Linked DNA regions of Sus scrofa: regions 1, 3 and 4 are each linked to region 2. A link is a contact called in public HiChIP or PLAC-seq and promoter capture Hi-C data. All regions are on one chromosome and are shown on one strand. Each heading gives the region's core, a stretch centred on a gene start, on an enhancer-like site or on the middle of the called end of the contact. The rest is flanking DNA. Distances are from core to core; before and after follow the strand shown.

What was found. Promoter capture Hi-C pulls out the DNA fragments that hold promoters and counts their contacts. HiChIP or PLAC-seq counts read pairs in DNA pulled down with a chosen protein or histone mark.
Region 1: a contact with region 2 is called in a promoter capture Hi-C map of fetal skeletal muscle, with 7 times the contacts expected there. The contact joins the promoter of SAMD8 here to the promoter of ADK in region 2. A contact is called at or near these places in 3 of 5 promoter capture datasets (fetal liver, fetal skeletal muscle and liver), 1 of 47 Hi-C or Micro-C datasets (embryonic fibroblasts) and 2 of 2 datasets of contacts at active chromatin or transcription factors (alveolar macrophages and skeletal muscle).
Region 3: a contact with region 2 is called in a promoter capture Hi-C map of fetal skeletal muscle, with 5 times the contacts expected there. The contact joins the promoter of VDAC2 here to the promoter of ADK in region 2. A contact is called at or near these places in 1 of 5 promoter capture datasets (fetal skeletal muscle), 2 of 47 Hi-C or Micro-C datasets (embryonic fibroblasts and heart right ventricle) and 2 of 2 datasets of contacts at active chromatin or transcription factors (alveolar macrophages and skeletal muscle).
Region 4: an H3K27ac HiChIP or PLAC-seq map of skeletal muscle shows a contact between it and region 2, with 5 times the contacts expected there. The contact joins the promoter of COMTD1 here to the promoter of ADK in region 2. A contact is called at or near these places in 2 of 5 promoter capture datasets (fetal skeletal muscle and liver), 1 of 47 Hi-C or Micro-C datasets (embryonic fibroblasts) and 2 of 2 datasets of contacts at active chromatin or transcription factors (alveolar macrophages and skeletal muscle).

What each region holds. Positions count from the first base shown.
Region 1 is chr14:77,677,862-77,680,561 of Sscrofa11.1, reverse strand. It overlaps SAMD8 (sphingomyelin synthase-related protein 1), which reads right to left and starts at 1,275. Exons shown (of 6, transcript XM_005671120.3): 1 at 1,009-1,275. The coding sequence starts at 1,182.
Region 2 is chr14:76,834,777-76,837,632 of Sscrofa11.1, reverse strand. It overlaps ADK (adenosine kinase), which reads right to left and starts at 1,561. Exons shown (of 11, transcript XM_003359240.4): 1 at 1,423-1,561. The coding sequence starts at 1,487. It overlaps AP3M1 (adaptor related protein complex 3 mu 1 subunit), which reads left to right and starts at 1,959. Exons shown (of 9, transcript NM_001243516.1): 1 at 1,959-2,006.
Region 3 is chr14:77,766,152-77,768,979 of Sscrofa11.1, reverse strand. It overlaps VDAC2 (voltage dependent anion channel 2), which reads right to left and starts at 1,285. Exons shown (of 9, transcript NM_214369.1): 1 at 1,255-1,285; 2 at 185-253. The coding sequence starts at 1,285.
Region 4 is chr14:77,785,470-77,788,169 of Sscrofa11.1, reverse strand. It overlaps COMTD1 (catechol O-methyltransferase domain-containing protein 1), which reads left to right and starts at 1,299. Exons shown (of 7, transcript XM_021073150.1): 1 at 1,299-1,523; 2 at 1,706-1,833; 3 at 2,086-2,191; 4 at 2,281-2,399; 5 at 2,487-2,541. The coding sequence starts at 1,430.

The DNA of each region.
Region 1 (2,700 bases), core at 26-2,525, 840 kb before region 2:
ACCAGTCAATACTGAGTATCAGTAAAATCGAAACGTCCAAATTCTTGTTTCAAATTTAAGCCTTTTCATTCTTTTTTTAAAGATCTACACTTGTCTAGTATTTAAGATATATTTTTTTTTAAAATACAAAGAAAATCACACTATTACTGTTACAAGAAACCCAAATGCTTATCTTTATTTTCAGAATCTCTTTCACTCTTTTCCAAACTTCACTTCCTTTTCACTACTTCCCCTAGTCCTGTGGGCAAATCAGTGTTTTTAACACCACCCCTCCCACTTCATATTCTTAAAAAAGGATTCACTGTCCACAGATGAGAAAACCCCATTAACCAATTATATTACCCTAGTGATTCCCATGCTTTAAAAGACGCCTGTGAAAATGCCAAAATCCTAAATTAGGGCTCCCAAGGGCTCCTTTTCTTTCTTGAGCCCATTTCTCTTTTTCTGGTCTTTAAGGCCACCCGATAGCCCCTTCCTCTTCAAACCTAAATCCTTCCTCTAATGACCAGAACCCCCTTCGGTGCGCGATCTCGTCAGTCCCAAGCCATTTCCCTCTCCCTGGCCAGGTGGCAACATCGACCCTGGTCCTGCTCCTGCTCCTCTCATCCCTCGGCCCCCACTGGCCAAATCCCAGAGCATCTCTTCCTCCCGTCCCACGTTCCTGCGGGACCCCTTGCGTATTCGCCCCTCGCCACCCGGCTTTCGAAAACCTCCAAGCCCCCAACTCTTCAAGGGCACCTCTCCCTCAGCTTCCCACTCCCTCTCACTCGCCCCTCGGCCTCTACTTAACACCCAGGCTCGGGTGTTAACCACTCCGGGCCTCGGCTCAACAACCTCCATTTCCCTCAGATTCCATTCTAGAGCTGACTCTCCAAGCTCCCTCAACCGCCTCTCGGGGCCCCTCGGGATCCCTGTCCACGGCAGCCCCCGGCTCCAACCCCGATTCCCCACTCACCCTTGGCTGCAGGCGCCCCCCAAACTCCCCTCTCCGCCTCAGCTCCCGCTCACCTCCGCGGCCCGAGTCAGGTTCCCCGGACCCACCTCCGAGTCGGCGTACCAGCCGTTGTCGGAGTCCGGCGCCCTCCGGGCCTCGCCGGAGTAAAACGCCTCGAGCGGCGGGGGCGGGGCTCGGGGAGGGGAGCCGGAATGGAGGCGGGGGCGGTAGCGGCTGCGCGCTGGCATCGCTCCGGCCCACCTCTCAGCCGCGCCGGCAGCCGCTCGAATCCGAACCGGAACTGCTTCTGGAGGCGGGGCCCTACCGGGGGAGGAGGAGCCCTGCCTGCGGGGCGGGGCCAAAACCGGAAGGGACACGGGGCTCAAGCTGTGCGCCAGGGAAGGGCGGAGGCGTGGAACCGCAGCAGGGAAACACAGGAGCGCATGTCAGGCCCAGAGCCAAAGTGGGAGATGAGGGGCTAGTGGAGATGGGGCGAGGCCTATGGGGGTGGTAATAGGGTTCGGAGACAAGAGGAATTTATACCCTAATTCCTTTGGAGGAAGCCAGTTCCTCTCCAAGAGCTAACCTGCAGTCATCATTGTTATCATATACTGCCTCTGCTCTCTGACAGTCCCTATGCCAAATGCCGTATAAATATCTCACTTGCTCCTTGTGCCACCTCTATAGGGTATTACAACAAAGAAGGGCCAAGAAACTTGCCTGAGGTTGGGCAGTTAATATGTGCCAAAGCCAGTACTCCCACTCAAACCTAACTTTAGAACCTATGCTCCTCTCACTTTACTACCCCACCCTGAGGGAAGTCCCCAACCAAGGCCTAGCATTGGCATAAATCAAGTCCCAAACTACTTGCCACTTAGGCTCCAGCCCCTTCTTGGCCTTGCTTCCCTGGGTGGTGCAAGGCAGACTTCAGTGACTCCAATAGGGGTGGGGATAGGTTCTGGGGTTGAATGTGAGTTTGCATTGCTTCCATGGAATGCCCTGGTGTGGCCTTTACCCTCAAGCTGGACTCAAGGCCAAGTGCAGCTGGGACATTCCCAATTGCAGCTCTTACCCCTTTCAGCCCCATCAAGCCTTCATGAAGTCATCTTGGAAAGGGCAAGAGACCTCACTTCTTCAGCCCATAACTAGCTCTAGCAGAAGGACAGATATAGACCTTTCTCTGTTTCTGCTGTGGGGACAAAAGCCCTTATAGGCAGAAGAAGCTCCCTCCCACTCCAAAATCTTTCTGATGACTGCCCTTTGGCTCTTCAGAAAGTCTAGGGCAACATCCACCTCCCTTCTCCCTTTGGACATACATGGCGAATTTTAGCCTTCTCTTTTGAAAAACCAGCCATCTTCATAACAGAACCATTGTTCGAACCTTCTCCCACCAACCGTATGGGCACCCTTTAGAGGAGGCCCTCCATGCTCCTCTCCACATTTCTCTGACCCTATAACTCAGTAAACTTTCCTTAGGCTCTATAATCCAAAAGCTCATTCAACAGTACAGTTCCCATCTAGTTTGTGGCCCACCAAGACCTGAGGAACTTTTCCGATCATTCATCCTTGAAACCAACCACCTCCTCTGCACCCTGGATCTCTACTTTAACTCAGTTCTCAGAATCAAAGAGCCTTATGCAGGCTCTAAATCATCTTCTACGTGTTAGACACAGAATATCCTTTGTTTCATTTAATCCTCACAATTCTCTAAGGTAGGTATAATTATTCTTTAGAGATGAGGAAACTGAGGCTGAGAGGTAAAGTGA
Region 2 (2,856 bases), core at 312-2,811:
TCAAATAACAATGAATTTGCACCCAGCTGCTCTGGGTTCATACTTCATTTCCTCAACTGTTTCACTCAGGCTTCCATTTTCTCATTTGTAAAATAGGAAAGCACTTTGAAAATGGATTAGCATGAACAGAAAATCTGAGGGCTGTATGTAGGATAACAGAAAAGTTGCAGCTGTCTTCCAATTTGAAAGAGGAAAATTTGTAAAGGAGGTGCTTTTTAAGGAAATTCTCTAATAAATGATCAAAGGAGGGAAGCACATGCCTTTAACCCAGGGAGGTCTGATTCAAAAGCCTTTGCTTTAGTCTATAGTTTGAAATCCTAAAACAAAAATAGAACATCCTGAGGAATCCAAAAAAAAAAAAAGTTTATTTTCTTTGTGTAAGGTAGGCACACTAAACCTTTGCCCTTTTGAGGGTAATATGAAATATATTAAAAGGCGAAAGATTTATACGATCTGAAGAGAAACCAGAGTATTAATATGAAATATATTAAAGGCACTGGCAGGGATTTGGTCACTAACCATTCAAACAGCATGAACACACCACCAGATCCCTTAGTGACCTTTCATTTTCAATTATGATTCACTCTTTCAGAGGTGAAGGGTAATGTTGGAAGAAGTGAGCTTTGTCTTGTACAATTAGGAGTGTCTCAAGAGTTCTAAATCAGTTTGATATGTCTAGTTTAAGACACAAAATTTATTGCCTTCCAAGGAGCATTTCAAAATCAGCAAAGAATATATATACTACACCTCATGTTTATTAGGGGATACTATATTAACCAATAAGCAAAAGCTGAAACATCAAATCACCTGTAAAGCAAAAATTAGGTGGAGAACTATCTCCACTACTGCCAAAAAATGCAAAGAAAGTAAGAAAAATCAACTTTTCCTAACCATTCAGGCAAATTCCATCCCCGCAAAGCCTCGGAGGTGGGGTCCCGGTCCCTGGAAAAGGGTCTGCAAAGGTACCAGACTTCAGTAGCGAATATACCAAAAATAAGGTGAAGACGTCTTTCCGCGAAAATTCCCCTAAATTCTGTTTTTCTCCCGGGGTAGTGCAGTCGCTACGCATTTTCCTCGTTATCCCCAGGAAAAAGGAGGTAGCCGCAGGTGACGCGGCTCAGGTCGGGTCTGGTCCTCCTAGGTCACATCTGCCCTGTGCGGACCGGCTCCCACGTGGCGCCCACAGCCTTCCACCGCCAGCTCCGAGCGCCCCGCCAGCGCTGTGATTGGCCAAGGGCGAGCAGGCGGAGACTGAACTAAACTGGGCAGGCGCCGGGCAAAGGGTCGCAGCCCAGCGGATACGAGCGCTGGCCTCAGGCGGGCGGTGAGGATAGCACCCAGCGCCGAAGCCGCGCAACCCCACGTGGGCCAAGGTTAGCGGCAGGCGCCGTTGCCCTCCACCCTACGTCAGGTAGTGCTCACCTCAGCGTTCGCAGCGCCTCCACCTTCAGCTTTTTGGGCTTTGGCTCTTCTTCAACCGCTGCCATCTTCACGCTCCCACCTCACTTAAGCACCAGCGCACGCCCCACCCCTTCGGCTCCTTGGCCACGCCCCCTCCTCCCATCACCGCCTCCTTTCCTCTAGACCCCGCCCCTCTCTCCTCCCCCTAGTCCCCGCCTCTCCCGACCACAGCCATTGGCTTTACTTCTGGGCCTCACCCATTGGATAATGCACAGCCCCTCCGGACCCCGCCAGTCCGACTGTAGGGGCACCCCTAACTGGTTTAGACTGCGGATGAGCGCCTGAGTCCAGAAGATGCGAAACTCCCTATTTTTCTAGATTCTGTGTGATCTAGAAGATTATATCCTAAACTTCAAAAGACATATTTCTCATTCAGCGTCTTCCCGCTCGTTTAATCTTTCCAATACTGTTGGTTTCTTTGAGGCTGTTAGTCAGGCAATCTACCAGGCACCTCAACTGCAGGGGTCCTCACGACCTTCTCAGCTTCCTCAGCCTCGCTCTGGAGAGGACCCCGCATCTAATCACTGGCTGGCCCTGGTGTCGGGGTGAGTGTGAGGGGCTGGGAGTGTGCGGATAGGGGACAGCTCGAAATCTGGGGGGTTGACGGAATAGCCAAGGCTCTGAACTCCAGGCTGGGCTACGGAAGCGTCTCCAGTGCTGTTTACCGGGGCCGTGCCTCCCACTAGGCCTTCCGGTCTTTCTTGTCAGCTGGGCCGGAAGGGAGCGGTGTACTTGCCAGTGTTTCTAGGCCCTAGGCCCAAGAGGTTCTGGCTTTTTGGGTCCCTCGCCGTTCTCTGCCACGGGAAAACGGTCTTGTAACGCACAGTGAGCTGGAATACCGGTGACTCTGATCTCAGCCTCAGGTTTCTACTGTGGAGGACAAAATCCTTAACTGACCTAAGCGGACGTCCTGTTAGAGCGTGTCGCCCAGGATGGGCCTGGGGTGGGGAATAGGGTGAGGAGAGTGTTGCATTTTTTCAGAAGTGAGTTGATGGGAATCAAAACTGAGGAGGTGACAGCGAGTATGGAAAAGTGATGAATGATATGGTTTGGTGGATTTGTATTGAACCCGAAGCCAACGCTTCATCAGAAAGGTGGTACCTTCATAAAGTTAGGAGTCCTTACATGAAAAGGAAGAATCTTGTGGAGTTTGGGATATATCGAGTTTGAAACAGTGGTTTAGGTGGAGGTAATAGAAAGATTAAAAAGAAAAAAAAAAAAAAAAAAAAACTTACAAGTACATCTGAAAGAAGCTTTCGAGGTGAAAACAAAAACAGATGAAATTTCACATAATTTGGTAAGAAGTATTTGTCTTGTTTTGGGCAAATTTATTAGGGACATGAAATACTGCAAGGATCAAAGGACAAAGTTGAAGTCTGAGAATAGGTCGTTGGA
Region 3 (2,828 bases), core at 36-2,535, 930 kb before region 2:
AAACAGATGAAACTGGGATAGAATTTGGATTGTTTTACAGTACTATTTTAATAGAAATCTTATCTTAAATATAACTAATAAGAGAATGCAGCAAAATACTTACAATTTAAAGTCAATAATTTCCCTAAGCAATCCAAACACACATTTTCCACTTCAGATCTAAAATTTTTAAAGCAATTCTTACCAAATCCTTTGTTGAAAATATCTCTGGCAGCTTTGCCAAGGTCAGCATATGATGGCGGAATACACATTGCTGGTGGGAAGAAACATTCCAATGTTAATGTCCCTGTGCTCCCACAGTCTGTTCAAGAACTAGATTATGAACAGACTGCTATCTTTAAATCCAAGCAATCCAACTTGTTTTTATTACCACGAGGAGCTACAACAAAACTATAGTCTACTAGGATCCATGAGGGAGACATCAGCACCAAAGACTAATTTCTAAAACAGATAACTATAGTAAGTGGCCAAAAAACTTGGGAAATTCCTTCCAAAATATACAAAGAATCAAACACATACACACATATATAACTATACATTCAAATATACCTGCCAAAAGTCACTGGAATAGGCTGATTTAACCAAATGAGATTAAAAAAACTAAGACAAGTCCCTCACCCCCTCCCCCAATACATCCTTTAGTATCCTCTCTGAGGCCAAAACCAATATTCTGGAATGGGAAGAGAAAGGTAAATAATACCTGGGGAACTTAACGGAACTTAAAAAAAAGCCATCTATGTTTCACTCAAGTGTCTACATCAACTAAATATCAGATGGCACTTTAGACATATCCTCGGCCAATGCTGTGCGGCTTAAGGGCAAGCAATCTGAGCTCGTTACACTAGCTCATTCATTCTACACAGCACGTCCACGCCCTTAGGAGCACATGTAATGACCTTGTGCACTCACAAGGGAGATTACTACTTCCTCTAAAAAAGTGACCGATCCAAGCCTCCAAAAACCAAATCCGGTATCAGTAACTTTTTCCTCTGAGTCCATTAAAGACACATCCAAAAGCTGAAGGTGAATGCGACCATGAACCAACTCCCCTGGCCTAGTCCCCCTATTCGAAATCCAGCAACTCAGTCCCTCCTCCGCAGAACTAGAGGAGTCAGACGATGGAGAAACTACCAAAAGGGACAAATTTCCAAGTCCTCGGAGAGATACGGGAAAAGAAGCCCTAGTTTTCCGTTCGACAGGCTTCGACTGTCCAGGCACCGCCGCCCCGTCCCGCAGAGATCCCCCTCTACTTACGCCGTGGGCAGGTCTGTCCATAGGACGCCATGGCGAAGCCGTCGGATGAGGTGATCTGAAGGAGGGACATAAAGTGTGGTCAGCAGGGGTCAGAAGCAAACCAAGGGGCCAGAAAGGGGGTCTGGGACAGAGGGGAGAGGGGCCGCGGGGCAGCGCGGCCATCTTAGGGAGCCAGGGCCGACCCAGAGTCCGGCTCAGACATCCTGCTTGGCCGCCCAGGCCTACGCCCCCGGGTCAGAGTGAGGCGGGGGCAGCGGTACCTGGTGGTCTCCTGGGGGGAGGGGGAGGCGCCCCTGCCGTTCGCTCGCAGCAGAAACCGTTCGGCTCCTTCAGGGTCGGGCTGCAGCTCCCTCGGCTGGAGGGCGAAGTGAAGGAGACACCGTTCCGCCTGCCGCAACCCTGTCCTCCCCCCACCGGCCAGGACCCTGCCGCTGCCCCTGGGGCTGCCCGCCGCGCCTGTCCCCGCAGCGCCGCCTGCTGCCCACTCCAACCTGCTCTAAAACAGCCACGTGCTCCAAGAGCACCCCCGCCCCCGGGATAGGGCGCCTCGGTCCCTCGGCGGGGGCCAGAAAGACAGACGTTGCCGGACCTCAGGTCAGGCAGCGAAGAGGACAGCCCCAGAGACGAGGGGGCGGGGAACGACGGATGCTGCCGGAGGGGACCGCGAGGGCGGGGGGATGGGGTGGAGGCCCCGCGCGCGCTCAATATGGGCGGGGCGGGGCGTCGGGCGCGTGCCTGAGCGGGACTGCGCGCGACTGGGCGCGACCGCGCTCCCCGAGGTCACGTACATCTCTCCAACTCCCCTTCTTGGCTGTGACTTACATGCCCTGCAGAGCCAATCCCCGGTAGAGGAAGGAGTCTGCTGAGCGATACCACTTCTGCCCTGAGCAAGTGCTTGCGTCTCTGGAAGACCGTGTGTCTCTCCTGGCTCAGAGAGAAATGAGTGGGGCGCTGGGGCGTACCTCCAGCCCCTCGCCCACTCCCTTCTTTCGCCCGCTTCCCATCATGGTGTAATCGCCATGCTAGGCGGGGCTCGGCCTGAGAGGCTCTCTTGGGCTGCCCCGCCCTGAACAAACTTGAGCACGTCTCGGGGTGCCCCGCCTTTCCCTACTCCACCCTACCCCCGCTCAAGCCTTAGGGTTCCTTTTCTGCCTCCTTCGTCTGGATTGGGGTGGGACTGCTTTACACACACAGAGAAACTGGAGCGGTCTTGGTGAGTCAAGCCTGCTAGAAAATTTAGGAATCATGCTGACCAAGCATTAGAACGCTGCACTCCAGTTCTCTGGGTGTGCAGGAAGTGAAGAAGCCAAGGGGACAAGAAAAAAATGAGCGGTCTAATGAGATAGAAATAGGGTCAATTTAAGGTCGGTAATCAATAGCCAGTCTCAGCAATTTATCCCTTCTCTACCCCAGTTTTGTCTTGTTTTGTTTCACTCTATAAAATAAATGAGATGAAGTGGTTTTAACAGCCATTCAGCCATAGACTAAGGAAAGCTCATTTTCCCCCACTCTGGCTTTTTCTTCTTTTTCTACCCACCGTGTGGCATGTGGAGGTTCCCAAGCCAAGGATCAAA
Region 4 (2,700 bases), core at 50-2,549, 950 kb before region 2:
CAAAGGATCAGCCCCACCCCTGTGTCTGATAGGAGGCCACGCCTTCCGCCCCTGCGCGGCCTCGCCACCCACCCCCCACCGCCCCGCTCACCCTGGCCCAGGGCTCGCGAAGCTCGGATCAGTCCCAGCTCGCCCGGGACTTCAGGCTTAGCCAAGCCAGTCCCTCAACAAACCCAGCAACAAGGCTGTCTCTGAGCCCTGCTGGGGCTGAGCCTCGCCTGGGAAGCCCCTGGTGGAGTTCCAGTCTGCCCAGTGTGGTTGCCGAAGGGCTGGAGGGCCCTTCGTGTCAGGGGACAGCCGCAGAGTTGTCTGATGGAATTTGACTCCTTTTATAATTATAGCTCACTAAGTGCCGGGCCCTGTGTAAATCCTTCACCCGGATTTTCTCATTTCATCCCCCAGAGGTTAGGACTACTAAGAACCCCACTGTACAGAAGAGCAAATTCTGAAGCTGGGGCTGCTCACCACTTCCCTGTGTCCTGCGGTCTCTGAGCCCAGCTTCACTAATACAAGCCAGGAACACCTTTCTCTTAGCCCCACTCGGCACAGTTGATGTTCAATCAGTGCTTACTGGATGGCAGCCCTGCGCAACAGCCCTGCAAAGGGGCCTCACCTGTCCTCCGGTCACTTTCCTCCCCAAGATTTCTTCACTCCAACCTATGATTATAACAGCAGCTGCTATTTCTCGAGCACTTACTGTGTGCCAGGCCATGGATGGGATCTGGTGCCATTAACAGTAAGAGAATGGTCCCAGTTTTACACAAAGGAAACTGAGGCTCAGAGAGACTGATGGGCCCAAGATCTCACACCTATGTCTAGCTGGCTCCCAAGAGCAGGATTCTAACTAAGGATATTGGCACAGAGCTCAATCAACCAGATCTTACCCGGGGCTCCCGAACCCCACCTCTGGTTATGCCTCCTAAAATTACACTCCTTCAGCCTGATACCCTTGGTAACCTCCTCCAAGAGGCCTCCTCTGATTCTCTCAGTCCTTCCCAGGGATCCTTTAATTTCTATCGCTTTGTACCTTTACTATCCTGTTACACCAACGGTCTACTCACCCACCCAATATGCCCTAAGGGGTTCTCAGCAAAAGTGGTAGCGATGAGGAAGAACCATAACCAAGAGTAGCATCACATTTTTCTTTCCTGACTCAGGCCCCTAGACCTCCGGTGACCGAGAAAGAAAGCAACCCCTGATGTAGTGCTTCCTCCCCGCCGGGCGCAGTTCCGAACGTGGCCACCAGATGACGACGGATCCACTTGGGTGGGGCTTGCAGTAAGGCAGTGCTGCCGCCAGATGGTACTCGAGACCGCAGTTCCGAGGTCACTGCCCCGGCGGGGTGGAGCCGCCAGGGTCCGCGGGTCCCAGGGAGGTCCCAGTAGCCTCAGCGCAGGTGAACAGGACGCCGCCGTCTCCAGCCTACACCATGACCCAGCCGGTGCCCCGGCTCTCTGTGCCCGCCGCGCTGGCCTTGGGTTCGGCCGCACTGGGCGCCGCCTTTGCCAGCGGCCTCTTCCTCGGTGAGTATGTCGGGGCCTTTGGCACCCTCCGCAGAGCCCCTGGGCGGGCACCGGAGTAGAGCCCCCGCGGGCGGGCGGGCACTGGAGCAGAGCCCATGAATCCGCGAGGCTGGCTGCGGCTGAGGGTCAGCCCTGGTGCCCAAGAGCCCCAGTCCCTGATCCCAGCACCCACTACCCGGTAGGGAGACGGTTCCCTCCACGGCGATCCCGGCAAGAGAAGCGACTGCTGCCCCCTGAGGACAGCCCCCTGTGGCAGTATCTGCTGAGCCGCTCCCTGCGGGAACACCCGGCGCTGCGGAGTCTGCGGCTGGTCAGCAGGGCCAAGGGGGCGGGAACAGGCGCCCACCGCGGGCCCATTTGGGCCCACGTGGTTATGTGACCTTGGGCGGGGCGGTGGCCCTCTCTGGGCTTTCCCGCTCCCCAGGCGGCTCTCAGTGGGCGTTCCGCGAGGGCACGCCCCTGGGCCACGCCTGCAACCCCCCTCGGGGCGGGGGGAAGCTCTGAACCTGGGGTGGAGCTGGGTAACTGGCAGAGCTATGCGACCCTCTCCTCTCCCACGCAGCTGACCTTGGAGCAGCCGCAGGGGGATTCCATGATGACCTGTGAGCAGGCCCAGCTCCTAGCCAACCTGGCTCGCCTCATCAAGGCTAAGAAGGCGCTGGATCTGGGTAGGGCGCTCATTCGGGGTCACTGGGGGCCGGAGTCACCGGGCCATCCTCCTACTCTGGCCTGAACCTGTCGGTGTCCATGTTCCCAGGCACTTTCACAGGCTACTCAGCCCTAGCGTTGGCCCTGGCGCTGCCGCCTGCCGGGCGCGTGGTGACCTGCGAAGTTGATGCGGGGCCCCCAGAGCTGGGGCGGCCCCTGTGGAGGCAGGTGAGTGTCCCCCATGCCTGAGGTCCCGGTCAGGCGACTGGAGCCCCGGCACCCCCAGCTCCGGCTCTGACCCCGCCCCTTCCGCAGGCTGAGGAGGAGCACAAGATCGACCTTCGGTTGAAGCCTGCCTTGGAAACCCTGGGTGAGGAACGGAGCGGAAAGGGCCTTGGCGCCGTTTTCCTAGTGGGTCCGCTGGGCAGGCTTCTTGGGCACTGACAGCACCCCCGCCCCCTAGTACGCGGCCACATGCAGGGAGGCAGGGCCGGCACTTCCGAGGCCGGTCCTGAATGGCCACCGCGCC